2 separate regions of the Sus scrofa genome follow, and region 2 is linked to region 1. The links are chromatin contacts, called in public HiChIP or PLAC-seq maps. All regions are on one chromosome and are shown on one strand. Each heading gives the region's core, a stretch centred on a gene start, on an enhancer-like site or on the middle of the called end of the contact. The rest is flanking DNA. Distances are from core to core; before and after follow the strand shown. Region 1 holds the start of CIB2 (calcium and integrin-binding family member 2). Region 2 overlaps RASGRF1 (ras-specific guanine nucleotide-releasing factor 1).

Evidence for each region. HiChIP or PLAC-seq counts read pairs in DNA pulled down with a chosen protein or histone mark.
Region 2: a contact with region 1 is called in an H3K27ac HiChIP or PLAC-seq map of alveolar macrophages. The contact joins the enhancer-like site here to the promoter of CIB2 in region 1. A contact is called at or near these places in 6 of 47 Hi-C or Micro-C datasets (embryonic fibroblasts, heart right ventricle, mesenteric adipose tissue and 3 more) and 1 of 2 datasets of contacts at active chromatin or transcription factors (alveolar macrophages).

Annotation. Positions count from the first base shown.
Region 1 is chr7:47,806,496-47,809,195 of Sscrofa11.1, forward strand. It overlaps CIB2 (calcium and integrin-binding family member 2), which reads left to right and starts at 1,311. Exons shown (of 5, transcript XM_021098837.1): 1 at 1,311-1,359; 2 at 1,362-1,414. The coding sequence starts at 1,347.
Region 2 is chr7:48,174,055-48,176,754 of Sscrofa11.1, forward strand. The region is part of intron 10 of RASGRF1 (ras-specific guanine nucleotide-releasing factor 1); the gene reads right to left. Among named protein-coding and RNA genes, the nearest start is that of CTSH, 69 kb to the left of the region's middle. Within about 2 kb of position 1,372, at least 1 of the 83 cell types and tissues checked has an H3K27ac peak or open chromatin away from gene starts, as enhancers often do. A contact at or near this core is called in alveolar macrophages, where this site is marked.

The sequences.
Region 1 (2,700 bases), core at 61-2,560:
TACCTTGGGCAGATTGCCTACCACAGTGCCCAGTCACTGCCTGGCCACTTGTCCCCCCATCTGGCTGCACTTCATGCACACAGTTTCATCTGAACCTAATTCATACCCGCCTAGAGGTGGGAGGGGAGGGCTGTGCTTTGGGATGTCAGAGACCCAGACAAGGGGACACAGGGCCGGAGAGGACCGACTAATGGAGGAGGGCCTTCCAGCTGAGACGGTGTCATGCCCTTGAGGGTCCACACAGCATGCAGGGGACGGGGGGGAGCCTTGTGTTCCAGGGCCTCCTGAGCAAGGTGGGAGGCAGAAGGGAGCTGTGCACCTGATCCTCCAGCAAAGAGGGCCGGCTCCCAGATGGAAAGAGGTTGCCCATGGGCCATCCGCAGGGGCTTCCCAGGATGTGTGGGCTTCTGGGAGCCCTTCCAGAGACCCAGCCCTCAGGGCCTGGCTTGGGGTCAGGGGCAGCAAACTGAGCCAGAGTTTCAAGAATGTCAGGAGTGGGGAGCCACATGGGGAGGGGTTAAGAGTGTCTGCTCTGGAGTTCCATCACAGCTCAGTGGTAATGAACCCGACTGGGATCCATGAGGATGCGGGTTCAATCCCTGGCCTCATTTAGTAGGTCATGAATATGGCGTTGCCCTGAGCTGTGGTGTAGGTCTCAGATGCCGCTCGGACCCATTTTGCTATGGCTGTGGTGTAGGCTGGCATCTGCAGCTCTGATTGAACCCCTAGCCTGGGAACTTCCATATGCAGCAGGTGTGGCCCTAAAAAGAAAAAAAAAAAAAAAAAAAAAAAGAAAGAAAGAAAGAAAAAGGGTTTCTGCTCTGGATTTCTGATCCTGGCTTCCAGCCTCGATCCCTGAGACTTCCTAGTTCTGTGGTGTTAGAGAAATCACTCTCAACCTCTTCAGGCCTGTTTGCTGAGCTCTAAACTGGGGTCTCAGTGCATCTGTCTGCAGCATCATGGGGAAGAAATTTAAAGAGCTAAAATGCCTGGCACATACAAAGCACTTAATTCAAGCCTAAAGAGGAAGGAATACGGGTTGCAGGCCCACGGGGGTAGGGGGATGGCAGGGGTGGCAGTGGTGGTGGGAATGGCCAGGACACTGCCTGGTTATTAGCACAGAACTTGACTCCCTCGCAAATCCCACACCCTGTGGGCAGAGCAGACGGTCCCCCGAGGCCCCTGGCCAAAGGGGGTCTCCAGCGTGGGAAGCCGAGGTGCAGGCTGGGCGGCACTGGGCCGCAGGGCGAATGGGGAGCCCAGCTTGCACCCCCTCCACACTATTTCTCTGCTTCCCTCGAAGGCTACATGCACGGTTCTATGAGCTGGCCCCCAACCTCGTCCCGATGGACTACAGGAAGAGCCCATCGTCCATGTGCCCATGAGCCTTATCATCCAGATGCCGGAGCTCCGGGTACGTGAGAGGCCGCTGCTGTGGGGCAGAGAAGGGGAAGCAGCTAGAGAAGGGTGGGCCGAGGGTCTGGGGACTCTGCCCCTCCGCATGGGCCGGGCAGCAGAGGTGCCTTACACTCTTCAGGGCTGCTGGCCTGTGCTCAGCCGCTTGCCCCTTTGCTAAGTGGCCAGCCTGCTGTCCTTGGCAGACCTTGTTTGTGTCTGTGTTTTACGGTAATTCTTCAGCCTCCTCCTTGCATGGCTGTGGCCTCTCACAGGCGGGTCAGCCACAGCTTCCCCTCTCAGACAGAAATCACCCATGGATTTCATCAGGTTCAGGTCTGGGGTAGGGTCCAAGATTCAGTTTTTCTAACAAGCTGATGCTGTTAGTTCTCAGACCACAGATATGTTTGACATGAAAGTTTCATGTCACGAGTTCCTCACCTATAATACACATACAGCGCACTCCAAGCAAGAAAGGGTTTGGGCACTGGGGACACAGCCTACCTTGCTATGGGACTTTGCATATAGCCCCTCTCCAGGCCTCAGGTGTGTGACCCTGGGGTCTGGGTATCCACTTGGGATTCACACAGCATCCACTTGGGGCCTGTTTTCCTGTGTGACCTCAGTCTTGAGGGGCAGGGAGCCGCAGGCTCAGCCCTGGACAAGTGGCCAGCCCAGCTAGAGAGGGGCTTGAGCCCAGGCCCAGAGAATTACTGGAGGGTGAGAGGCACTGGGGAGGGAACCATGGGGTTGTCTCTGAGCCCCCTGTGCTGGCCTGGGCTGGGCACAGGGTGGGGTAGCCCAGTGCTGGCCCAGCTGGGGTGGAGGGCATCAGGAGAGTGGGTCCCGCGTGAGCAGCGATCAGAGCAGGGACTTGTTGGCAGGGCCCCCACCTCCCGGGCTGGTCCAAGAGAATGTATAGGAGCAGGGGGACTGCTGGCCTGGGGGCTGCCTCCTGCTGCCGGTCCCAGCCCAGTTATCTAACCTCTGGGGCCCCGCTTCTGTCTCTTGTGAGCTCAGCCTGAGTTGAGGGCAGCCCAGGCGCTGGGCGGTTGTCTTCTCTTCCAGGTCAGGACGGGAGCATCCCTGTGTTTCCTGGGCAATGGGACGAATCCCTGCTGCTGCCTCAAAGAGGGGCTGCCTCCAGGGGGCGCACCTCAGCTCTGCTGAGCTCTCTGCTCGTCTCAACCATGTAACAGGACAGAACACTGGCAGAGCTCTCACTGGTGTCAGGCCTCCGACCAACAGCTTACATACTCTACCTCGTTCACCCCTCTCACAGCCCCGTTCGGCAGGAGCAGTTAT
Region 2 (2,700 bases), core at 122-2,621, 370 kb after region 1:
GAGAGGTGCTAGCTTCAGAGTTCCAGAATACCGGGGTAGGGAGGGACTTTAGAAGTGAGCACCCAGGAGTTCCCGTGGTGGTGCAGCAGAAATGACTCCAACTAGGAACCACGAGGTTGCGGGTTTGATCTCTGGCCTCGCTCAGTGGGTTAAGGATCTGGCGTTGCCGTGAGCTGTGGTGTAGTTCACAGACACGGCTCAGGTCTAGTGTTGCTGTGACTCTGGTGTAGACCAGCAGCTACAGCTCTGATTTGACCCCTAGCCTGGGAACCTCCATATGCTGCGCATGTGGCTCCCAAATGACAAAAAGACAAAAAAAAGAAGTGAGCACCCATGTAACCCACACGTTTGTGTACATTACATGCCAAGTGCGCATCTTGGTATTTAAGCTGAAGAACTTTATCCTCACATAAGAAACCCAGTGAGGGAGTTCCCGTCGTGGTGCAGCAGAAACAAATCCGACTAGAAACCATGAGGTTGCCAGTTCCATCTCTGGCCTCGCTCAGTAGGTAAAGGATCTAGCATTGCTGTGAGCTGTCGTGTAGGTGGCAGACATGGCTCGGATCTGGCGTGGCTGTGGCTGTGGCGTGAGCTGGTGGCTGCAGCTCCGATTGGACCCCAAGTCTGGGAATCTCCATATGCCGAAGGTGTGGCCCTAAAAAGGACAGAAAGACAAAAAGAAAAAAAAAAAAGAAAAAAAAAGAAGAAGCAGCCCAGCGAAGTGCTTCAAATGGGATTGGCTTGGAGATGCCTTCCCCCAGTGAAGGCCAAGGTCAGGCTGGGGGTAGACAGGTCAGAACCTGGCTTGCATGGCCTCTTCTTGTCCTACGGCAACTCTGAGGCAGCCCCTAGTTTGCAGAGGTTTGAAATCCCTCATTCTAGGCTAAACCTCACATGTTAGCAAGAGGAAAACAGGCCAACTTTATGGACCCATCTCAAGTATCGTTATTCTGATTTGATAGGTTTAGAAATGAAATCAGAGTTAAGTGTCCCGCCCAAGGTCACCCGGTGGGTTAGCAGTGGAATCTGGAGAGAGCTCAAGGTCAGTTGCTGGCTTTTAATTGTTAGGAAAATCTGGAGAGCCTCCTTGCCTGCCTGCTTGCATATCTCACAAGTGTCCTACCTTAATAAATCTATTTCTTGCCTATCAAAAAAAAAAAAAAAAAAAAAGGAAAATCTGGAAAAATGCCCGCTATCCTTGAGCATGTGAGCATCACTTGGGTGTGAGACCCCTTGATATTACTGTGAGAAATAAAAGTAGCCACAACTGTGCTGATTGTAAAGTACACCCACAAATTCTTGGATACCCTGCCCTTCAAAAAGTGAAGGCACTACTTCTGCCTCTTGTGCGTGGGCTGAACTTAGCGACTTGCTTCTCATTAAGAAATTAAAGCAGAAGTGACGGGGTGCAGCTTGGGGGCTGCAGCCTCCTACTTGCTCTCTTATTGTCTCTTGGACCACTTGTGCTGGGGCAAGCTGACTTCCATGTCAGAGGAGAGGGCTACAGATGAGGGGCTGAAGCCTCCAGCCAACAGCCATGCGAGGGAGCCAAGTTGGAAAAGGTGTCCCTGCCCCGTCGAGCCCTCGGACGATTGCAGCCCCAGCCGCCCTTGACCACAACGTCTTAAGAGACCCTGGCCACGCAGGTCCACGCAGCTAAGCTGTCCCGACTTCCTGACCTAGAGAAACTGTGAGACAACAAATGTTTATTTTAAGCCACTGCCTTTGGGGGTAATTTGTTACACAGCAACAGATAAATAATATAAAAACTGACAATAACAGAAACCTGGCCAGGTGGCTACTCTATCTGTGAAAATGTCTACAGGGCTGGTGCCACCTGGGAGGAAGAGGGTGACAGGGGAAAGCATCAGAGTGGGTCCCCGAGGGAAGGTTACTTCCTTTCCTCTTGTGTGTGGGCTGATGAGTCCAGAAGGCTGTGGTCAAGGAGGCGGCTGGGGCTGCAGGGATCTGAGTTCTGCTTCTGGTTTGGCTCTTTGGAGGGCTTGGGTGAGCATCCCTCACCCGACCCCTCCTCACCCCTGCCCCAGGTCTTGCTGGGCCTTAACCTGCACGGTGATGTCACTTGGGTTTGATAATCTCCAAAGCCCCATCTAGCACTCTTACTTTACATCCAAAAAACTTCCCATGGTAGTTTCAGACCTTGTGGGTTTGCAGCATGCCCTTCTCAGGAGGCTGTCAGGCATTCTATTTCCAATTGCAATATCGAATGAGAAGTGGCTTGAATTTTAGCTTTGGTTTAAGGACACAGACTCTGCGGCCAGGCTGCCTGGTATCATATCCCCTCTCTGCCACTTGCTGGCTCCTTCTAGAAATCTCAGTTCCCCTTATTGCTACAAAAGGGAAAGTCACAGGATCCGCCTCAGTGGCTTGTCCTAGGTCCAGAGTGCTCATTAAGCAAAGGCTTGTGATCATTATCACAAGTTCACACTACATCATTCAGAGTGTTAACGACAGTTACTTACTGAGCATTTACTATGTACCTGGCATGGGCTCGTGTGCTTTGCAACCATTTCCTCACTTAATCCTTACCGCACTCTTGTCAGGTAGATATTTTCACTCCCATTTTGCAGATTAGTAAACTGAGGCTTGAGGAGGTCACTACCACGTGGCAGGGCTAGAACTTGAGTAGCTCTTGGATTCCATGTTCTTTCCCAGGATCTAAGAGACTTTTAAAACTCA